2 separate regions of the Mus musculus genome follow, and region 1 is linked to region 2. The links are chromatin contacts, called in public promoter capture Hi-C maps. All regions are on one chromosome and are shown on one strand. Each heading gives the region's core, a stretch centred on a gene start, on an enhancer-like site or on the middle of the called end of the contact. The rest is flanking DNA. Distances are from core to core; before and after follow the strand shown. Region 1 holds the start of Zfp638 (zinc finger protein 638). Region 2 holds the start of Pole4 (polymerase (DNA-directed), epsilon 4 (p12 subunit)).

Region 1 (5,398 bases), core at 16-2,515, 1.3 Mb after region 2:
TTGTTTTTTTTTTCAAGACAGGGTTTCTCTGTGTAGCCCTGGCTGTCCTGGAACTCACTCTAGACCAGGCTGGCCTCGAACTCAGAAATCCACCTGCCTCTGCCTCCCAGGTGCTGGGATTAAAGGCAGTTCACCACTGTCCTGCAGTCCTTTAATTTTTTTGAACTAGCTTATATTGGCATAACTGAGTCAATTTAAAAAGATAGAACATTGAAGAAAACAGTTAAAAAAATTTTAGCCCAATCTTTTTCATGGGTAAAATCAATCAGGATTATAGATGTTCACCACTCAGGTAGTTTATTTTTTGAATTCTGAAATGATATAAAAATTTTTCAATATTAGTCTTTTGACTTAAACTTTTTTTTTAGAATTATTTATTTATTTTATGTATATGAGTACACTGTAGCTGTCTTCAGACACACCAGAAGCAGTCATCAGATCCCATTACAGATGGTTGTGAGCCACCATGTGGTTGCTGGAAATTGAACTCAGGACCTCTGGAAGAGCAGCTAGTGCTCTTAACAGCTGAGCCATCAATCAGTTCAGCCCTTAACTTTTATTCCTTTCTAATTTCCCATTTTATTATTCTATCTATTTTGTGTTGTTTGAGACAGGGATGTGTAGCTTTGGTTGTCCTGGAACATCTTCTGTAGACCAGGCTGGCTTCTTTCCCAGATTTCTGCCTGCATCTTGCCTGTCAAGTGCTGAGATTAAAGGCCTGTACCAACACTGCACGGTGTAATTTCCCATTTAAGAGGTGGGAGATAAGGGCTGGAGAGATGGCTCAGTGGTTAGGAGCACTGACTGCTATTCTGAAGCTCACGAGTTCAAATCCCAGCAACTACATGGTGACTCACAACCATTCCTAATCTGGGGTGCCTGAAGACAGCTACAACGTACTTGGGTGTGGAGGCACACACTTATAATTCCAACAGTTGGAAGGCAGAAGCAGGTGGGATCTATGTGAGTTCAAAGTTCCAGACCTTTTCTTTAAAAAGGGGGCGATGGGAGTGAGCAGTAAAAGCGAGAATATGTTAATAAGTGAATGTTACGTTGTGATACTGAGGGAATAGTAATCAGAGAAGGCTTCATGGAAGAGAAGAGGGATGGTTTGCAGGTTCTAAAATCTTGAGTGATGTTACCCAGACCGCTGCAGGTGTAGGACCAGCCATAGCTGGCGATCGCCCCCTTCTGGCAGAGGGCGGCCTTGTCCCCCGACAGCGTCTCTGGAGAACGCGGAGCCTGAGGCACGCAGGCGCAGTGAGCGGACGAGGGCTTTAGGCGAAGATGCGCATGCGTGTAGTCCCATGGAGGCGGTAGCTGCTTCATCGCGGTGACTGGAGGCCGAGTGCTAAACTGTGTGGGGCACGGATGGGATCCAGCTGTTAGTCGGTAGGCATAGGTAGGGCCGCTGCCTTGCGGGGAGCCGGGGACTGGAAGGCAGAGGTCCTTAGCGCAGGCCCCGAGCGGTCCCTGCCAGGTCGCGGTCGACTATTGTATGTGTCGCAGCCGCTGCGTACAAGATGGCGGCGGCGGGGCGGGTGGAGCTGAGGGACCCCGGGTGGGCCTCGGCCGTGGCCTGTTTCCCCTCGCCACTCGCCGACCGCGCCGTCGCGCCGCAGTGCCCGTGGGCGCAGCCGCCGGATGCTGCTGCTCTGAGGAGGAGCGGGCGGCGCCCTCGGGGAGTCCGGCTGCCCCTTCCCCAGCGCCGCGGGTCTGCCGCTCCCCAGGCCTGACAGCTAGCGGGAAGACCGCCGCGTGCCCGAGCGCCTTTCGGAGCCCCGCGGGCCGCGTGCGCCCTTAGTCGGGCTGGAAGAGCTTCCTTGCAGGGGGCTGGGAGCGGGGTGTGCGGGCTGTTGTGGGCCAAGCGCCCCAGTGAGCACCGAAGCCGAGATTGTCGGCCCTGGGATGTCGTCGAAAATGGCGGTGACACTTCCACATTCTTAGAGGAGTCGTGAACACTGATGTGGGGATACATGCTTGTGTTGGTGTGGTTCCTAGCTTGGGGAAGAGCGGAGAGGTCTGTACACCGACTCTCATCCCCGAGGATGTGCCAGACGTCCTTTGTTGTTTGAAGTAATTGCCTATGAGGGAGTCTCAGTATTACAAAATCTTTGAGCTTGACAGTGATTGTAGCCTCGAGCTATTTAATATTAAAATTACCCTTTGGCAGTTTGGGAATTCTGGAAGGCGCACTCAATGTGAAAAGTTCTGAAGAAAAGCTTCTTACCAGGATCCACCCGACCATGTGGAGTCAATCTTTCCTAACCAGTTTGGAAATTGTTCACTCTCACATAAAATTCTCCCTCTCTTCATTTTGTGTATGATGGGTTAACTTGTTTTTCAGGGGAGTTGTGTTTACTGCTTAATTTTAGAAATTTAAAATGACAGACTGGAAAAAGATTACAAGAAAAATTAATGTAAAGCTGTTAACACAGAAAAATAAAGTTGTTTATTACATTTTTTCAAAATGTTATTAATGATTATACACTTAAGATTTAGTGGGCTCAAGCTGCTTTACAAATTTTGACTTTTATATTTCCATATTCTGTAATGTGTACTTTCATATTTGTAGAATCCAAAATGTAATATACTAAAATATGCTAGACCATTCCCCGCCTTATCATTTGTGTAGGAACCAATGGGTAAAGATAAAACAGTTGAAAGAAATTACAAAAATCTCCTTCATTTGTTTTGATTAGCTGGTTTTCAAATGTGTTCATGACACATACATAACCTTGTACATTGAATACGTTGTAGTTTTCTGCATTTGTTATGGAATGTGCTTTTTACCATAAATTCTAGTTCTAAAAAAGGTTGTCTCAGTCATCATTTTCTGGGTGTTGTAAGAGTGTTTTAAGATCTCTGAGACTTTGGTTTTTATGTAATAAATAAAAATGAGGAGTCTAATGGGCAGAGAATAGGTTTTGGAACCAAAAGTTATGGATTCAAATCCTTTTTGCTCTTATTATGTGTGAGACTTTAGTTGTTTTAGTCTTTCTGAACTTTTGTTTTCTTTTTTTTTTTTTTTTTTTTTTTAAAGATTTTTTATTTATTATTATAGTAAGTACACTGTAGCTATCTTCAGACACACCAGAAGAGGGAGTCAGATCTTGTTACAGATGGTTGTGAGCCACCATGTGGTTGCTGGGATTTGAACTCTGGACCTTCGGAAGAGCAGTCGGGTGCTCTTACCCACTGAGCCATCTCACCAGCCTCCGAACTTTTGTTTTCTTATTTGTAAACTTGCACTACTTGTTTGCCCTTTCTTTTAGTACACTGAGATCCAGTATGGAATGCTCCTATCCCTCATCATATAGATGTTTCTTTTTCTTTTTTCTTTTCTTTTTTTTTTTTTGAGACAGGGTTTCTCTGTATATCCCTGGCTGTCCTGGAACTCACTTTTTAGACCAGGTTGGCCTTGAACTCAGAAATCCGCCTGCCTTTGCCTCCCAAGTGCTGGGATTAAAGGCGTGCGCCACCTTGCCCGACTCATAGAGATGTTTCTTAATTATTTATATCAGATTTTATTTGTTTCAAAATTAACGTGACTAGGTACCATCTTCTGATAGAAAATTGTAGCCTATGGATACTTCCTCTTAACTAAAAACTGGAATCTAGATTAATAGAATTGAAAACTATCAAACTTGAAAATATTTTGCATCTATAAATTTCATATATGACTTTTATTGCACTTACCAGAATTTAGTGTAATAGTTTGTTGACTATTTATACAATATTGCTAGGTAGCACAGACTAGCCTAGAACTCATTGTGTTAGTTCAGGGTGACCTTGGAATTTGGAGGTAGAGGTAGTATACAATAACTCCCAAGTGTTAGGATTTCAGGCATGACCCCTTTTTTGTGGCAATTAAATAATTGTTAGTTTTTGTGTCTGAGTAACTGGTATGTATTGGATGCCCCAATTGAATATATGAACACAATCAATAGATGCAAGAGCCTACGTGGAATTTCATGCTTAATTCACTGTCCCTTGCCATTGATGTTTCGAATAAGTCTGTTCAGTTTCTTAATGAAATGCTATAATGTACTAAGAAACAGTGCTGTTTGACAGTCTGAGCTGTTTTTTCAAGGAACTAATGACTATTGAAATGTGATAGTTAATAGATTAGCAAATAAAATATTTGCTGTGACTAAAGTTAATAAGCTCTCATATCTAACCTTTTATTGTTCTAACTTTGTTCCATTATTTGTGGTTGAAAATAAAAATGGGAGGAAAATATATAGGAAGTCAGAAGAGAATAGTGGAAATAATCATGAGAGAAGGTAAAGTATAGAATTATACTCAGCCACATTGTTTCTATGAGAAACAAGAATAATACGTTTTGGATTGACAAGGATAGGGAACATAGTGATATCTCCAAGGGTACATATGTGAGCTTAGTGATTACTTGGGATGTAATTATTTCGATGATTTCTCAAGTCTTTCGAAATCAAACTGTGCTCAATTTGTACCAGTCCTGAATTGTCTTTATATTTTTATTTTCATACTTTTTGAAATTAAACTTTCAAGTAGTTTTTAAAGTTGTCTGTACTTAGTGAAAATTGTAATTTTTTTCTTTTGATTTTGATTTTTGTATTTTAAAACAGGGTTCTGCAAGGTAGCTCAGGTTGGCTCTTAAGTCCCCGTGCTTCAGCCTCCCATATGCTTGCTACCAGATTAAAATTTTTAAATTGTTAATAAAGATTTCTTAATTGGCTATTCAGACAATATTGAAATTTCCCCTCTACCTTACATAGAGGTATTAAATTTATTGAAGTCAGGATCCAAATAAGATTTGTACCTGCAACAGTTTATTATTGATTGTTTGATATATCCCTTAAGTTCATTTATAAGTTCCTCAGCTGCTATTCAGCCAAGAAGTACTTTGCTTCATAAATATTAAATGATAGATAAGTAATGCCTTACTTCATCAATATTTGAATCTATGTATTTTGATGTAACTTTAAATATGTACTTAGTGGGTAAAATTGCTTGCTGTCAAACCTGACAACTTTGATCTCCAGAACCCACTTTAGAAGGAGGTAACACACTTCCCCAAGTTGTCCTTAGATCTCTCTACTAATGCTTAACGACACCCACACCCTCCAATCTTCAAATGAATAAAAATGTGTTTTAAAATTACTCAGGAACTGCTAGATGTCACTTTAGGAACTACTGAGAAAGGTAGAAATATACAATTGTTTCCAACACAGTGCTTTCAGGAGCTATACCTAACTCCTTAGTCAAAGTTTAATAAAAGAATACCTATCTGTTGAAAACATTTCATTTACTTACCTAAGTGTTGAGTGCCTGTTGCATGCCAGGAGTTGGAATTTTAATTAATAGTCACAGAATATTTGTGAGGGTTTTAAAATTTTATGCATATGAATGCCTG
Region 2 (5,219 bases), core at 1,984-4,483:
CACTCTCCCAAGGACTGGCACTTACAGGCATGAGCCACCTTACCTAGCAACTCTGATTTTGTTGATGACAAGTCTCTGTTTAAAGCAACGAATAAAACTAAATATATTTTAAAAATAAAACTTCTCAATAATTGAAATAAATGATATTAAGGGATGGCAAAGTCACAAAGTAAGGCCAACCTCCAAAGCTATGGTGTCCCTGAAGGCACCTACCAATCTGAGAGGTCTGAGAGGGGCTGTGTGGCAGGCTGAGGGAGATAAGAATCAAACTGCAGTCTGCCTAAATGGGAAGGTCTAATAACCAATCACTAGAAATGACAATAATCAATTAAATACTATAAATTAAATACTATGGGCTGTCAAAAACAACATAGTAGTAAACTTTTACATACCTAATCACATGGTCTTACAAAATAAACAGAATCAAAAATTCAAGTGAAAATAATCTACAGTTGTGGTAGGAGAATTTAATGGACAATTCTTACTCAGCAACTGATAAAACAAGCAAGCAGAACAGAATAGAGTACTTTCTCTTCAAGAATATAAAGACCACCACCAAGGATGACCATACACTGGACTATAAAACAAGTTGGGCAACTAATTCAAGTTATTTTTAAGACAAATAGGTGGAAAAACAAAATCTACAACTCAAAGAGAATACTCAAAAATCTAGACTTGAAGCAGACATTGGAGAGAGATCTTAGAAGATATCAAAGAGAACATCTAAAGAGTGCCATGGGCAAAGGTTAACACAGAGAAGCAGAACAGAGTGAAAAAAGAAGAAAATATTTCAGCGTCAGACAAGGTGGCATATGCCTATTTATGTATGTATTGACTTATCATTATTATTACTAGCATTTTGGAGGTGAAGACAGAAAAGGAATTCAAGGTCACTCTCAGCTACACAGTGAGAGTTCAAGGCTAGTCTGAGCTATATAAGACCCTGTCTTAAGTTAGGAACTGAGGGTGGAGAGATGACTCAGTGATTAAGACCTCTTGCTAGCTGGGCGGTAGTGGCGCACGCCTTTAATCCCAGCACTCGGGAGGCAGAGGCAGGAGGATTTCTGAGTTCGAGGCCAGCCTGGTCTACAGAGTAAGTTCCAGGACAGCCAGGGCTATACAGAGAAATCCTGTCTCGAAAAAATAACAACAAAAAAGACCTCATGCTCATCAGCAGGCAGTTGTGAAGCACACCTTTAATCCCAGCACTCTGGAGGTAGAGGCAAGTAGTTCTAGGATCTCTGCGAATTCAAGGCCAGCTTGGTCTACAGAGTGAATTCCAGGAGAGCCAGGGCTACACAGAGAAACCCAAGTCTCAAATAGAGCAAAAACAAAACAAAAAAGTGCTTGCTGCTCTTCCAGAAGCCCTGTTCACAGCACCCATGTTTAGCAGCTCACACTACTCTTCTGGCTCTTATGGGGGTACCTACATACATTTGGCATATAGAAACACACATACACGTAAATAAAAAGGAATCTTAAAAAAAGTTACAAATTGTTTCTAATTCTTAACATTATAAAGGAGCAATATTAATATTTAGTTTGGAGATATAAACAGGATTCAAAATCTAAATCCAATTCTACTGGTAATTTATATACTCCCTCCTTCTTCTTTTAAGCTTGCAATTTCCCTGTAGAATTTCTAATTCCCCAAGAATGGAAAATGTTCCTTTTTTTTCTATCAAAACAGGGAGAATTGCTGCCATGTATACAAAGGAAAACCACACATCTGTTTTATAAGGTTTTATAAGGTTTGAAGCTCACATCATCAACAGAGAAATAGTCTGTGCAGGCAGTGAACTCACCTTCTAGAAAAGCGAATTCATCCACAGCTTCTATTGCATTATCTGAAACACAAGGTAAAGGGATACTTGATTGGCTCTTGCCATTCAGACATCAGACCCAACATGGAATTTTATGCAAATGACATCACTTACAAACTGTAACCCAGAGGTCCTAAGATCCATCTTTACACTCACTATTCTTTTAACTGTCTCACCTCAAAAGCCAGCGAAAATGCTGTTCAAGGCATCCTACAATCCTGTCTTATTCCAAAATTCACTTTTCTCTCTACTCTAAAGACACTAGAACAAGGCCGGGCGTGGTGGTGCACGCCTTTAATCCCAGCACTTGGGAGACTGAGGCAGGTGAATTTCTGAGTTCGAGGCCAGCCTGGTCTACAGAGTGAGTTCCAGGACAGCCAGGGCTGCAGAGAAACCCTGTCTCGAAAAACAAAAACAAAAAAAAAAGATACTAGAAAAAGAGTTTGGCAGCATAGAAGGGAATGAGAGGTACAGTCTCTAAAGGCTTACACATGTGGAAGGGTTACCAGGTAGACAAATAAACCAAAAGCCAAATTTCCCCTTGCTTCAATGATGCCTTGTGAAACAGCTATAAGAAAGCCCAGCCCATAGCTCCCCTGTCCACCCTGGGGTACCACAGCGACTCTACCCAAATCTCTCCTCTGGAGAGTTTTCCTCTTTCCTTGTTGAGCACAGCAGTAGGCATCTTTTGCGATAGTCTCCACGAACAGTTCCTGCAACAAAAAAAAAAAAAAGCAAGCAGAGATTAGTGGACTCTAGCCCACTGAGATGAGCAATCCTGTGTAGACGTGGACAAGAAGGGTAAAGGGGGAACTCTACCACACAGGAAAGTTCTAGAAGCTACCATTGTACTGAACTTATGAAAATACTTCTGCTATCCCTCTCCATAGCTCCAATCCCCCTGCTCTAATATCTCCAAATCCACCCTACTCATTCATTAGGATCCCCTTCAAGTTCTGTGTGAGCCGTGGGAGCCATGCAAACTAAATTTGCGTGGGTCCTCGTGAAGAGGAGAGTGGCTAACCAACTCAAACGGGGCCCACAGAGGCCTTCCTAGGTCTCAGTCAAGTCAGGTCGGCGTACCAGGGCCCGCCACGCCCCCTAGCGCCACGCCCCCTAGATGCCACGCCCCTTTCCCCGACCCAGGCGCCCTTGCTTCCCCGTCGCACCGCGGCACGCGCCAGGATAAAGATGGCTTCCTGTCCCGCCAGCGTTACGTCAGGGTCTGCCTTCACCAAGGCCTTTACTCTCGCCAGAGGCAGCCTCGAGAGGCGAACTCCCCCGGGTGCACTCGTCGGGGCTTGGGCCTGCGAAGCCGCTGCCTCCCCTCCGGGAGCCTCTTCCTCTCTGGGCGTCCCGCTCCCAGCAGCCGCCGCTGCCGCCATCCCCTCCCGAAACGTGTGGCGCGCGGTCGCTGACTGAGCGCGCGCACGCGATTTCGGCCCCTTTCCCGCGCCGGGTAGAGACCACGCCTCTCCGTGTGGGCGTGGCCCCACCCTCACTAGGCGTGGCGCGCCAGAACCGCCCCCTCTGACTCCGGGGTCTGATGTACTCTTCCGGGCGGCCACAGCCTGGAAGCGGCCGGGCGTGGCCTAGCTGAGCCGGAAGTCCGGATGCTTCTCTAGAGCCTCAGTAGGTGCTGAGTTTAACCTCTAGGCCAACAGGAGGGGAACCCGTGGGTGTCCCCACAACGCTGCCCCGCGCAGCGACAGACCCGGGCCAGCGCCGGGGATCATGTTTTAGGTGGAATGGGACGTTTGACGGGCAGAATTGGAAGTGCGGTTTAGTGGGAGGAAACCACTGCAAAAAAGGCGTGCAGACACGGAGAGCAAGTTTTGTCTGTGGTTGGTCAAACAAGGGTTAGCTCAGAACACTGATCTCCTTACTCAAAACAACAAAACTAAAAACTGTGTTCTCTAGGAACATTAATTGCATAGGGTTTATGTTTTAAAATACTAGTATGTAGTGTTGGCAAAACATTATCATGACAAGTAACTTTTCAAAAACAAAAATTGGCGGGGCGGTGATGGCACACGCCTTTAATCCCAGCACTTGGGAGGCAGAGGCAGGCGGATTTCTGAGTTCGAGGCCAGCCTGGTCCACAAAGTGAGTTCGAGGACAGCCAGGGCTACACAGAGAAACCCTGTCTCGAAAAAACCAAAACCAACAAAACAAAACAAAAACAAAAATTGATGAGAAAAAAATTAATGTCTCCTTTAGAAAACAATTTGATCGTCTAGCTGCTTCTCAACATTTTACTATCTGTTTTTTTGCATAGTTATGGAAAATTCCACTGCACCTTCTTGAGAGAATGAGAATGACTAAGATTAAGATAACTTTTACCAGGTGTGGTGGTGCACGCCTTTAATATAAGCACTCAAGTAGCAAAAGCACATCATGCTCTTTGAAACCAGCCTGGTGTACAGAGGGAGTTCCCAAGCCAGCGAGGACGACATAGTAAGGCCCTATCTTTAAAACAGAAAATCGCTTTGACCTCGCCGGCCTCTGCAAAGGATCTCCAAGAAGCCTCTCCCTGCCTCTTCTTACCTATGAGTTCTCATACCGAACCAGAGATCTGGCATGGAAGTGTGGCAAATATTCGCAATAGGCAAGAGAGACAACTCAGTAAAGTGTATGCTGCTCATCAAGGACCTGAGTTCGAATCACCAGAACACAGTAAAAGGCTAGTGTGATAGAACTCCTGTAACTTCTGCACTAAGAGAACAGGATTGCTTAAGTTCTTTGGCCAGCTAAGCTAGCCGAACCAAATCAGTGAGCTTGTGGACCTTGGGCCTTTATACCAACAAATGCATCCAACACACACTAAATTTTTAATATAAGGCATAATAAGAACACTGTGTACCTAGTTAATTGCTTTATATAAATATTAATGTTTAGTCATAATGCCTGTACTATTGATGCAGGTAAGTAATTTTATTTACAGCTATGAGTGAGCCACAGACTGTTCCACAGTGTACCTGTGGAATAAGGGGAAGCCAAGGGCTCATTGCATAATAACCTGAAATCATTTACTTCCAAATTTAAGCAATAAACTTTAACTGGGTCTATACACAGAGGCCCCACTGGAACAAAATGAGTTTTGGCCAGAATTAAAAGCTCCAGGGGAGGAGCGATGAGTTACATTGTACCAGAGTTTTCCTTAGGACCTTTGTCTTGAGTGCTCTCTACTGTGTACTTAAGAAAAAAAGAAAAAAAAAAACCAAGAAACTTTATTCTTATTGGTTGATTGTTCGTAGAAATTGATTACATAGATTTCCAATCTTTTCACCCCAACTTTGAAATGATTTAAATCCAATGTAACCTGTAAGGATCACTGTACTGGGCTCCTTCCACCCTCTCAATTTTGTAACACCTCCAGGTCCTCTCTGCACCTGG

Evidence for each region. Promoter capture Hi-C pulls out the DNA fragments that hold promoters and counts their contacts.
Region 1: a promoter capture Hi-C map of pre-B cells shows a contact between it and region 2, with 5 times the contacts expected there. The contact joins the promoter of Zfp638 here to the promoter of Pole4 in region 2. A contact is called at or near these places in 2 of 39 promoter capture datasets (neutrophils and pre-B cells) and 1 of 484 Hi-C or Micro-C datasets (CD4 T cells).

The regions. Positions count from the first base shown.
Region 1 is chr6:83,913,088-83,918,485 of GRCm38.p6, forward strand. It overlaps Zfp638 (zinc finger protein 638), which reads left to right and starts at 1,266. Exons shown (of 27, transcript NM_001355286.1): 1 at 1,266-1,392.
Region 2 is chr6:82,649,632-82,654,850 of GRCm38.p6, forward strand. It overlaps Pole4 (polymerase (DNA-directed), epsilon 4 (p12 subunit)), which reads right to left and starts at 3,234. Exons shown (of 4, transcript NM_025882.3): 1 at 2,993-3,234; 2 at 2,452-2,536; 3 at 1,806-1,847. The coding sequence starts at 3,208.